Linked DNA regions of Sus scrofa: region 2 is linked to region 1. Evidence: chromatin contacts called from public Hi-C data. All regions are on one chromosome and are shown on one strand. Each heading gives the region's core, a stretch centred on a gene start, on an enhancer-like site or on the middle of the called end of the contact. The rest is flanking DNA. Distances are from core to core; before and after follow the strand shown. Region 1 holds the start of POPDC2 (popeye domain containing 2). Region 2 overlaps PLA1A (phospholipase A1 member A).

The links. Hi-C and Micro-C count contacts between places; a contact is called where the count stands out from the background.
Region 2: a Hi-C map of skeletal muscle shows a contact between it and region 1, with 3 times the contacts expected there. The contact joins the enhancer-like site here to the promoter of POPDC2 in region 1. A contact is called at or near these places in 5 of 47 Hi-C or Micro-C datasets (heart right ventricle, psoas muscle and skeletal muscle) and 2 of 2 datasets of contacts at active chromatin or transcription factors (alveolar macrophages and skeletal muscle).

Annotation. Positions count from the first base shown.
Region 1 is chr13:140,597,850-140,604,316 of Sscrofa11.1, reverse strand. POPDC2 (popeye domain containing 2) reads right to left here and starts at 2,685. Exons shown (of 4, transcript NM_001144114.1): 1 at 1,790-2,685. The coding sequence starts at 2,280.
Region 2 is chr13:140,646,475-140,652,530 of Sscrofa11.1, reverse strand. PLA1A (phospholipase A1 member A) reads left to right here. Exons shown (of 11, transcript XM_003483312.4): 6 at 2,405-2,494; 7 at 4,179-4,346; 8 at 5,751-5,840. It also overlaps a transcript of ADPRH not described here. Among named protein-coding and RNA genes, the nearest start is that of PLA1A, 17 kb to the left of the region's middle. Within about 2 kb of position 4,235, at least 2 of the 83 cell types and tissues checked have an H3K27ac peak or open chromatin away from gene starts, as enhancers often do. A contact at or near this core is called in skeletal muscle, where this site is marked.

The sequences.
Region 1 (6,467 bases), core at 1,436-3,935:
TTCTACAAGTTCATGGTAAATCCATCATATAAAAGATAGCTGAACCATTGAACAATCATGATGTTCTTCCATAGATGAGCACCATACAGTGCAGTGGGAGTTTCTCCCCCACATCTCAATTCCCTCCTTTGAACAGAGGAGGAGCAAACATTATGGATCTCATGAATAAGCATGTTTCCTAAACTGTCTTTAAGCATAGAGCTGTAGGTGACAAACATTTTGGCAGTACTCATAATCTATTTGTATTTATTACACATGTACTTGTTTACAAAAAAACGCATTTTTGGGGAGTTCGCACAGTGGCTCAGCGGTAACAAATCTGACTAGTATCCATGAGGACTCGGGTTTGATCCCTGGCCTTGCTCAGTGAGTTAAGGATCTGGCGTTGCCGTGAGCTGTGGTGTAGATCACAGATGCAGCTTGGATCTGGCACTGCTGTGGCTGTAGTGTAGGCCGGCAGCTAGAGCTCTAATATGACCCCTACCCGGGGAACTTCCATATGCTGCAGGTGCGGCCCTAAAAACAGCTAAAAAAAAAAAAGTATTTTTTAACACTTCAATTCAGGATCTTCAGAGTCCAAATAAAATAAAAACATGTGTCCATCACACATTTGAGTCTATACATTAATTCATAAACTCACACTGTTACTAGTAGTCGATTTAGTACTATCATCACCAATGCCAATTTTTTTTCCCACTGTGTGACTGGCAGTCTTATCTAGTTTCTATTTTTTTTTCCCTTGAGCCTTCTGATTACTTTCTTACCCTTCGACTACATTCTCCTGGTTTCAAGAAAGCAGGACAGAGGAAACTAAGGACAAATCTTTTGAAACACTCCATTTGCTTTCCACAGAGCCAGCGCTAGTATACCAGGTAAGATGCTTGCGCTTTGATGCTAAGCTCCACGTACAAGTCCCAATAGGGTGATATTATTTAAAAAATTCATAATCGCCTACCAAATGTACAGCAAGAGCCCCGAGGTATTTTTTTCGGAAGAGATCAGCCAATGGCCAACACCCACTTGCAGGCTGACCAGGCATGCACTCATCCTGATGAAAACCATTTCTGCTAATGCATGACTGTCAGCCTCCTCAAAAGGTGTCAGCCAGGTGTCTCCGCCCTGTGTTCAAGGAGACACATGTGGGCATTACTACCCATCCCTCACTGTCTGGCCCTCAAATTTACAGTGCTTGATGTCTTGGTCTGTAAGAATATCAATGGAACAATTGGGAATGGAAAAATGGACAAGAGCTATTCCTGCTCCATGCCTGGGTGTATATAGAATGGCTTTACCATAGAGTCTGTATAGTATATTCCCCAATATCCTTGATGCCCTGGGGTTACAGGAAACCTCCTCTGTTTTGGTACTCTTCCCTGCACATAGTTGGCATTTAGCAAATGTTGAATGCATGTAGAGGAACAAATTAATCTTATTGAAACATACGGTTTTCTAAAGTTTACAGAGATATTGCTGTAATTTAGGCATGACGCAGTGGTGTGTGTGTGTGTGTGTGTGTGTGTGTGTGTGTGTGGTCACTTCAGATCCAAGCTCAAGAAACACCCCACTCCTCCCAGCAGCAAGTGCACACGCAATCCTTTCTGCCAACTAAGATGCCCCATGAGGTACTTTTCTCATGGAAAATGCTAAGAAAGGGGAAGCAAGCACATGCTATTTTGGTTAGTTTGACTTGCCACATCCTTCCTCAGTGGACGGGGACATGACATGGAAAGGGACGCATTAGGAAATGGGAAGCATGGGCATGAGGAAGAAGCACTGGACAGTGACTTACCGGCCAGAGAGCAGCAGGGACAGACGGTCGATGGGTGTCTCACCCTCCACAGCGTAGGTCTGCTCCGTGGCCAGAGTGGAGACCTGCTCCTGACAGCAGCGAACCATCTCCTTGTAGGCATGTAGAGGCACCTGCAGGGGCAGGCACAGTGTCTTGTAGAGGAGCTCGAACTCCTCAGGGAGGCTGTCCTCACGCAGGCGGTACACCAGATGTGCCAGCTGGAGCACGCAGGCCATCGCCAGCAGGACGCTCCAGAGGACGATGTCCAGGCCACAGGCGTCGAACCAGCCCCACAGCACACAGCACAGGTAGCCCGTGCCCAGGAAGCCAAAGAGGTAGAAGCACCCATACATCCCGCTGCCCCCCATGAAGCCCAGGAGCAAGAAGCAGTTGGCCAGGTGGTAGACAGCCCCTTGCAGATCCTGCCTCCAGCCGACACACGGCAGCCCACGCCAGAGGAGCTGGCCCACCGCGCTGCTGTTGCTGCTCATCTTCGGGGCGCCTCGAAGGCTCTAAGCCTGTGCCCACATGCGAAATTCAGGAAATGGTTTAACCTGTCCTCTGGATGCCTTCTCACCTCCAGCTACAACCCACCAACTCAACTTTTCCTGGGAGGAATGCTTCCGGTGGCTTCAGGAATGAATGGCAGAACATAGTACACTTCCTGGAGAACTGAAAGCCTTTCTTTCCTCCGTCTGGCCCTCAGCAAGTCTCTCCCGCAGAGCTCCGGGGAGCTTCCTCTGCTCCAGGTTTCTTAGGACGGTCTCTTCACATTTGGCTCTTGGCAGGAAACCCAAACTGTCCCGAGGAAACAATATGACTGTGGGACTGAGAGCTTCAGCAGTGAGGGATAATCAAACAGCCACGTCCTGCTCTCTGTTGTCCCCAAACAGAATGAGGAGAGCCCAGCACGGGAGGCACATTTGTGCTCCATTTGGAATGCGTCTCTCTTGGCACCGGAAGAAAGGGTGACCCCAGACAGATACCATGTTTGGAATTGGAATCCAAGAGGTACTGGCAGTGAGAAAAAACAGGCCAGGCACACAGGCAGGCTGGCAGAGCGCTTAGCATACCTCCCCAGAGGACAAGATAAGACCTGGGGCCAGAGAGGGGGGCAGGGGGGATGGCATCATAGAGGGGTTTGGAGGAGTGGTGAAGGAGGGAGGGTGGGGGTGGGGTGGGGAGCCTGGGGGTGGACAAAGAAAAGTGAGTACAGAATTTACTGCCACATCTCAGGCAGAACACTGTCCAGAGACCCCTGCGGGGAGGGCCGGGGGCTCTCCTGAGGCAGAAGGACACATCAAGGTAGGAAAGTATGGGACTATTATCAGAAAAAATCCTAACAATGAGAACTGGAAAACCCCTTGAAGACCTCTATTAAGTCATATTGGAAATATCCGTGGGCATTTATTTGACATCCATTGAACAAAAAATAGGTGTGCAAAGCAGCCTTTTGAATTCTGACCTTCTCCTGCATGTATCTGGATCTAGTAATAGTTAATACAATGTTAATACATTGTTCAGACTATCACTCTACCCACTCCAGGACTGGCAAATAATAATAACCATTACCTGTTAAACCCCAAAAATGCCAGACCTAGATGAGGTACTTTACATACATGTGATTTAGTCATCACACGACCCTTCCAAATAAATATTATCTTCTTTCTAGATCTGAAAGAAACTGAGGTTTAGAGAAGTAACAAGTTCCCACAGGTAGTAAGTGACAGAGATAGGATTTGTTCCTGTCAGACTTTACTGCTGTGTCCCAAATAGTTTGCACAGTGCATGGGAAGACAGGACTAGAGCCATGACTCCCAACTCTACTCTCCCCAGGAAGTCTGAGGACGTCTGGGACCTTCTAGATCAACCTGGGGTCTACCGTGGGTCACCAAGAAGTAAGTCTGGAATAGGCAAACACTAATCTAGCTTCCAAGTAACTCTTGGATTTTTTTTTTTTTTTCCTCACTGCTGGTTAGCACTTACTATCATTATTCCTACAGCCACTGAGGTACCACGGGAAGTGGGGGGGGGGGCACCCAGTAACCTACTAGAACTATTCAAGAGCTCAATCCATAGGGACCTTTATTATACCTCTGGTAACTGGACTAAAATTAGTGAGAAATTAGGAATTGCCAAACATGCTGAGGAGTAGAAGTTTTCAACTCAACACATATTGAGTGTCTACTATGAGCCAAGCACTTAAAGAACTGAAGATTCCCAAGAGATTTCACCTCTCAAGAGAAATATAGATACTTGAGAAACAATGGCAGTTCAGTGTGGAAAGCACCGCAACTGAGTCAAGTTTAAGGAGAGGTGGCCACCTGGAAGGAAGACACAAGAGCTAAAAGGGGATTTGAGGTGTGGGAGTTGAAGTAACAAGGGAGATAGAGGCAGAAGAGCGTTTCTAGGCGTGAGAGCGGCCAAAGCATAGGCACAGAGGTATGAAAACTTAAACATGTTGAAACAAGCTAGTTTTTTAATTTAATTACAGTTACCTAACCAACAAAATGTGGATCTTATTCCCTTCTTTCTATAGTTGGGGGTGGGGGGAATCAGTGGTAAAGAAAAAGAGCCTAGACGGAGTTCCCATTGTGGCTCAGTGGGCTAAGAACCCAGCTAGTATCCATGAGGATGCAAGTTCGATCCCTGGCCTTGTTCAGTGACTTACGTAGCCAGTGCAGCTTGGATCTGGTATTGCTGTGGCTGTGGTGAAGGCCGGCATCTGAAGCTCCCATTCAACCCTTAGCCTGGGGACTTCCATGTGCCGCAGGTGCAGCTCGAAAAAGAAAAAAAAAGGAAAAAGAAAAAGAGCTAGAGAGCCCCTGGAGAAAGATGTCCCACCCCCAACCCCAGCCTTCACCACAACAAGGATTTGGATCCATGATGTCATTTAAGCAGTGGAGTTTGGGGTTTTCCATATGCTGCTTTTATGTCACCTGCCTGCCTCTCAGCCAAGCCACTCACTTTAGCAAACAGCAGCTGCTCATCCCTCCACTTTAAGTCGTGCACCCCCTTAGCTGCCAAAGTGGCTGTCTCTGCCAGCTGTGAGCCAGGAAATCAGAAACACAGGGACGGAGAAGCAACCAAGGCTCTGCCCAAGATAGAATTTCAAAGCAGGTCATCTTTCCCAGCAAGCCTGGCCAATGGGCTGGCCCTGACCCCTTAAAGAGACAGACAGACCCATTGACTGTTGTTCTCAGCCTTCTTTTGCCAATCCATGTATGTCCTCATCCGAGTGGAAGGTACTAACATTTAAGAAGCAGTTATTGTTTCTTCATGTTTTCCCATGATACTTTTCTTTTTTTAATAAAGAAGCTCAGAGAGGTTAAGGAATTTTCCCAAGATGGCAGAGCTAGTATGTAAATAGGGACTAAAGCCTAGGTTATTGTGACTCTAAATTGTATATTCTCTGTGCTGTACCACCTTGCTAGGTACTTTGGGATTTATGTGCGTCCAGATTGCAAGCTCGTTCATTGCTACTGGGGATGTGAGTATGCTGCTGGGGTAGCACCCCGGGTGCATAAACCCCTCATGCTGCCTGTAATGAGAGTGACAATGGATGCCAGTGGGACCTAGGCTGGGTGTGGGTCCCGTCCCACTGTTCTTATAAGGAAAGCCACAGATATGCAGGCAGAAGCACAGTAGAAAATATTTGGGGAGAATAAAGGAAAAGACACAGATGTCACATCATTGAGTTGATTCAATTCAATAAGCATTTATTTAGGGCAAATTATGTGCACCAGGAACAGGGGATAAAAGATGAGCAAGACAGTGATCACCTTCAAGGAACTTTCAGGCTAGTGAGGGAGACTGAATGAGAAAGAACTGTAATCCAAAAAAATAAGTACACTTTTGGGCATGTGACCAATGTGACATAAGAGGACATGTATCAGGGAGCTTCTGGAAAAAGTATACTCCCTAGCGCAGACAGCAAGGAAGCGTGCTACCTTTCATCCTGGCTTGGAATAGAATGGTGTGATGACGTCATGCCTGAAGCTACCATAGCCTTGAGATAAGATGGGGTTCGGGAGTTCCTGTCATGGCTCAGCCGTTAACGGACCCGACTAGTATCCATGAGGACCAGGGTTTGATCCCTGGCCATACTCAGCGGGTTAAGGATCCGGCATTGCTGTGAGCTGTGGTGTAGGTTGCTGACCTGGCTCAGATCCCTCATTGCTGTGGCTGTGGCGTAGACTGGCAGCTACAGCTCTGACTCAAAGCTTAGCCTGGGAACCTCCATATGTCGTGGGTGCAGCCCTTAACAAAAAAAGAGAGAGAGAGATGGGGTTCAAAGGTAGCGCTGATGGGGGAGCAGAGAATTCAGGAAAAACACCACAGGGAAGGTGACATTTAAACTGGTCTAAAGAGATGAGTAGGTGTTCCCCCAGCCAGGGGAGGGCATTCCAGGAAGGGAGAACAGAATGTGAGGTCAAGTCCAGAAATACAACAAAAATACACAGCATATTCTGGTAACAGAGTACAGTTTGTTGTTGGTGAATCAAGGGGAGTAGCAGGACACCAGGAAGGAGTGGCAGGGTGGGGCCAGATTACAAAGTCATCGGCTAAACTGCCTCTCCAAGTGTGGTCTAAGAGCTGTTCCCAGTTTATGATGAGATATGGATGGAAACTGAGAAAATTCAGATATTTTTCTACAATTTGACAGAGAAACTTAGGG
Region 2 (6,056 bases), core at 2,986-5,485, 47 kb before region 1:
TTGCCTGGCAGACAGGGGAAAGTCAGGCTGCTTTTTTAGGGTGAATGTGCCTGGCCTCAGGAAATTTGGGCTCCATTTTTGGGGCAGATGCTTAGGCAAATCAGGACTTCCCTCCTGCCCAGAGGATGAGCCCAGCCCTCAGTCCAGTGAAGAATGAGAATTTCCCCCTTCGGTAGTGATAGGCACAGGCAAGACCCCCCCCAACTCTGAATCCATCATGACCAAATTAAGCTTTTCTGAACAGCTGGGTGAGAAGATGGGAATTCCTCCTCATTTCTCTTCTATCAAATGTCCATAGAGTCTGGTGCTAGGCCTTGTATTCAGCATCTTGGGTAAAAGAAGAAATTAGATCTGACTCTGACCAGAAGAGTTTGCAGTTCAAGTGAGAGATGGCCATGTCTCATTCCATTTGGTTAGAAGCCTTCTTTTAACATCCAAAACCCACAGATTCATGATTCTGGAAGAAACTCATAAGTCGTATTATTTAACCTTCTTTCCCACATTCATTTCATAAGAAGCCAAAGTCCATAGCCCTTGCTTAGCTATTAATTAACCATTTTAATTAAAAAGGTTAAATCCTTCTGTTCCTAAATTTGCTAAATAGATAACTCATTGGTCCCCTTTTATCCAAGCTAGACCTCTCCGTCCCCTTCAAAGTTGGAACCTCTTCTAATGTGATTTTTTTCTAAATCATTCCATCTATTCAGTTGGTCTTTATTGAGCTATGTAGCAAGCACTGAGAATACTGCAATGCACAAAGCATCAAATAAGATCTCTGCCCACGTTGAACTTACAAGCTAATTGGGCAAGCATTCATTCACTTATTCATTCAATAAATAAGTATTTGGCACTTGCATGAGCCAGGTGCTGTGCTGATGTTGGGGACAGAACAGGAAAAAGCCAGATAAAGGCCCTGCTATGGTAGAGCTTACATACATGTAAACAGACAAGATAATTCCACCTTGAGATCATGATAATGAGGGCTATGGGAGGAGCATGACTTGGCAGGAGGGATGGAGTCTATTTCAGATAGGATTATTAAGGAAAGTCTGTCCAGGGAGGTGATATTTGAGGTGAGACTTTGTGAATGAGAATGAGTCAGCATTGGGAAGAGCCAGGAGAACATTCTGGGTGGAGAGGATGTGGGTGGGGTCAGGAAGGAGAACCATGTGGTTAGAATACTGAATGATGTACTGAGCAAGGCTGGGGAAAAAGAAGCAGGGCCAGGACTGGCAAGGAGTTTAAATTTTATTCTACGAATCAGTGAGATCAGGGTGATGATTTGTATGTCCTGAAGAGATTACTCTGGCTGCTGTGCAGAGAATGGGCTGCAGTGGCACCAAGAGGAAGCCTGCAGACTTATTAGAGGGTGTTTACAGTGGTAGCCTGGCTGAGACATGGTAATGGCTTGGGCAGAGGTGGTGGCAGAAGAGACGGAGAAAAGTAGAAAGATTCAAAATGTATTTTGGAGGGAAAGCCAATGGGACAGATGATGTGCCAAGGATGACTTCTAGGCCATTGCTTAACCCTGGACAGGTGACATTAAACAAATAATACACACTCAATTGCTTACAATAGTGATAGATAACATGAAGGAGAAAATCAGGGTCTTTGGCAGTTGGACTGACCTAGTCTGAGGGCTGAGGAGATAAGGGCTATAATAGCCTCTCCAATGTATCTCTTTGTAGCCAGCTTATATTTCTGCTGAGTCAGGAAAGCACAGATATATGTGGGAGCCTGGAAATGTGGTCCCAAACACACATATCTGAACTGTTGCTCAAAGTGAAATAGAGATTATTCAACAAGGAAATTTACCAAGTTTATAATAGTTACTAAACTATTCTTAAACACTTATCTTAAGGGATATTTTTACTGATTTTATTAAGCAAATGTGAGTATATTCTCATGAATTTATTATTCTATTCCCTTCAGCATGGCAAAACTCCTTTAGAAAACCATCTGGAGGGAGTTCCCATTGTGGCGCAGTGGAAATGAATCCAACTGGTATCCATGAGGATACGGGTTTGATCCCTGGCCTCACTTAGTAGGTTAAGGATCTGGCATTGCCGTGAACTGTGGTGTAGGTTGCAGCTGTTGCTCCAATTTGACCCCTAGCCTGGGAGGCTCCATATGCCACAGGTGCACTAGAAAAAAAAGAAAGAGAGAAAGAGAAAGGAAGGAAGGAAGGAAGGAAGGAACGACGGAAGGAAGAAAGAAAGAAAACCATCTGGGGGCTAGTTCTGCAGTCTCCTGGCGCTTAGTGGTAAAATGGACACCCATTCAGCTCAGAGAGGGGGGTGGTCCCCAAGGTCAGCCCTCAGGCTCTGCTGCCAGCAGACCCTGCTGTGGGACCTGGAAAATGCGCCCCTGCAGTAGAAGGTAACAGGGTTCTTCCTCCCTTCAGATTTGGGAATTCGGATTCCTGTTGGACATGTGGACTACTTCGTCAATGGAGGCCAAGACCAACCTGGCTGTCCCACCTTCATTCATGCAGGTCAGAAAGCCAGAGAGAATTGGTGTTTGGCTATCTCAGAGACTTGAATTGAGTCTTCACGTTGAGTCAGCCAGTGTGGGCCACAGGGGTCTTCCTTACAGTGTCCTTAGCTATGGTCCATCCAGCTTACTCAGCACTTACTGAATGAATGACTTTGGAGCCTCAGGAGGAGTGCTTGCAGTTAAGAGTCTGCTCCATATATGCTGTCCTCCCTACTTCTTAAGCCCTGCTGTGATCTAACATCATTCAAGCCAGTCACCTCCCTTCTTCCTGGGACCCACTTGCTGCATCCTCTGCAGAGCCTCAGTGTGGCAGAAGCAGACAGATGAGCCCAAAGCTAGCTAGCTGAAGGGCCAAGTCACTGCATGGTGTTTCCCCACACTTACTAAATTTACGTTCTCCAAGATTGTTTTTAAAATAATCTTCTTGAATACATTCAGTAAATGTACATTTCTTCTCTCTTAAATATATTCTTCTGGAATGTTCTTTTTGGGTATAGTCACTGAATATATGCTAGCATAACTTTAAATAATTTTAAACTTATCAAAAGCTAAGCATTAAGAGTTGTCTAGTCTTCTTATATTCTTCTTATGAATATTGCCAACCTATCAACTTTTCATACAGTAATTTTATTTTGATTTTTGACTACTAGGTTTTCAACCTTTTCCTGCTTTACCAAAATTTTAAAAATTTGAGAATTCTTTTGACAATTTTGAGTAACCACAAATCCAACTTACTAAATTTATCAATTTTTTAAGAACATGTTTCTTTTAATAATTTGTAATTTTTCAGTAGTTCTGATCAAATGGGATGGTTTGATTTAAAGGGGCTTTTTAAATTTCTGTGGCATTTTAGTTGGCTACTTTTTTTTTCTTCTTAATGCAATTTTAGAAGGGTTTAATTTGTGTCTCCCAGCTCCCTGTGCAGCTAGAAGGAGGTTGGCCATAGACAGTGTCCCAACTGTGGGGGAAAGGAAAGTCAACACACAGCTCAAACTTGGTTCCTGGTCCCAGAGGGGGGTTCCCAAGGTGAAGGAAGAGTCTGAAGACCCTGTAACGCTGGAGTTATGGCTTACTATAGACCTCTCAGCCCCAGCAAATTCGTTCAATGTGAATTATCAAAAATTTTTAAATAGTCCACAACAGCAATAACAAGAAACCCAAGTGTTTGTTGTATTGAGACATTTGGCAAATTCAATATATCAGTCATTAGGTGAGGCGAACCTCAGCACATTGGCTTTCAGAGATGAACCAGGTACTGCTACTGCCTCCCTTGATTGTTTCGTTGCTGGGTTGTGTATAATTAAGTTATAAGACTTGATTGTGTGGGTGATGCTGAAGAGGGTAAAAATGTGCAGACAGATATCCATTTTGATAAGTGGGGTCAGGATCACCAATTCTCTGCATGCCCCCATTTTCTGAAATAGACTTTGTATGATCGTGGAAGAGTGATCTCAAATTAAGCAATTTTGTTAGTAAATTTGGCTTAGTTATCTCAGGAAAATTAAAAGTTAGAGTGTAGTAACCACGCTGATTAATATTCTTAAAATGTGGCTTTGGGGACATCCTGTGTATTTGTAGTTTGTTGGAATATAAAATTCAATAGAGTTACAGTAAATAGCATGGAGGGAATTTCCATTTGTCTTGAACTGAAACCTTGGTTGTGTTTTTTTGGCCCTGCTCAGGCTACAGTTATCTGATCTGTGATCACATGAGGGCTGTACACCTCTACGTCAGTGCCCTGGAGAATTCCTGTCCTTTGATGGCCTTTCCTTGTACCAGCTACAAGGCCTTCCTTGCTGGACACTGTCTGGATTGTTTCAATCCTTTTCTGCTTTCCTGTCCAAGGATTGGTAAGTGCTACCCCTTTGGCTTCCTTTGACAGCTTGGGGAAAGTTCAAGTCTTGTTACCTCTTTAAGTCCTGATCTCCTGTGGTTAAGAAGTCTACACAAGTGTGGTAAAGAAAATTTAAGTAATGAGTCAATCAACCTGTTCCCACCTAGAAGGTGGCATTTAGCTTTCCGTGCCCTTCCCCTCACCCTCTACACTATTGCCTGATGCCATACTTGCTCTGCACACAGCCCTCACACACACACACACACACAGACACACAGACACACACACACACACACAGCCCCTGGCCTACAAGTTCAGCCTCAAGATGCTTTCTAGAAGCATTGGTATAGCCAGTGCATGGACCCATTCTCAGACTTGATGTTTCTCATAGGTCTTCCTTGCTAAGCCAGCCATTCTCCAGTTCCCAATAGACTCTAAAGCGAAGTGTTGTGGGGGAATCCCCATAACTGGGGTGAATCCACATGCCACTTGGAGGGGTTCCTAATTGCTTATTGACCTGGGCTTATTCCTGGATGATCCAGCCCAGTCTGGGGAGAAGGGCACAGGAAGTCTGAGGGAACTGCCTCAACTCCCCCTGTGCAGGTCATTGCTGTGAATATTCTGGGGTTATCCAGCACGAAGATGCCAGGAAAAGCTCCTAGCCAGTATATATGGTTCGTTCCGCTCCCTCGCTTTCCCCACTTCCACTTCTGGCTGCCACTGGGAACTGCAGCAGCCTGCCATTGCTTATATGAATGAAATGAATATCAGCTTGATAGTATGTTAAAGTAAGGGTGGTTTCCCATAATAAAGCAGAGCAAGATGACTTCCTACTGTGAGGCATATGTCGCTATTTCCCATAGGTATAATGGATCAGATGGTGTAACAGCCACTTCACATGGTCTGCCCAGCCTCCTTTGTCACTACACTTTCTTTTTTTTCCAAACAGCCCAGGGATGTAGCTACTCACATTGCCCAGAGTATTTCATGTTTCCTCACCTTGTATGCCTTTGCCCAGACTGTACTTTCTGCCTGGAATGTCCTTCTCTGACTTGTCAACTACTATTTTTTCAGTTCAAATGCTTCCTTTGCTCACTGCACAGGATACAAATGCCATTAAAACAACTGTCATATAGATTGTTTTGCAAGTTGGAGACATTTGAAATTTCTTATAAATACCTCCTGGGAATGGGCCAGATAATCTGAAGAATATATCTGCTGTTCACCTGTGTGTTCTTCCCTGACTGGACAAAGTTGCATGTATCCCAGGACTCACCACTGGACGTGGCACATCGTGAGCTTACAGTGGAGTTGTCTATAGAACAGATGGGTGTGTGAATCAATCAGTACATGGCTGGCTTCCAAGGAACCCTGAAATGGGCTCCTCAGGGCTCTGCTGTCTTTACTTCTTTATTTCCAGGGCTGGTGGAACAAGGTGGTGTCCAGATAGAGCCACTTCCCAAGGAAGTGCCTGTCTACCTCATGACCACTTCCAAGGCTCCATACTGTGGTGAGTAGGGCCAGTGTGCTGCCCAGCTGAGTCCAGGACTCCATCTGGGGCTGTGTCCAGCCCAGCGTGGAAGCAGAGATGGGAGGCGAAGAATTGGGGCAAAAAGTCATGGAATGGAGAGGTGGGGGCAGCAGCTACTGGTCTTAGAGAGCTAGCCCAACACATTGCTCTACAGATGAGAACTTGGGGGTGTCAGTGTCTGACTTTCCTATCTGC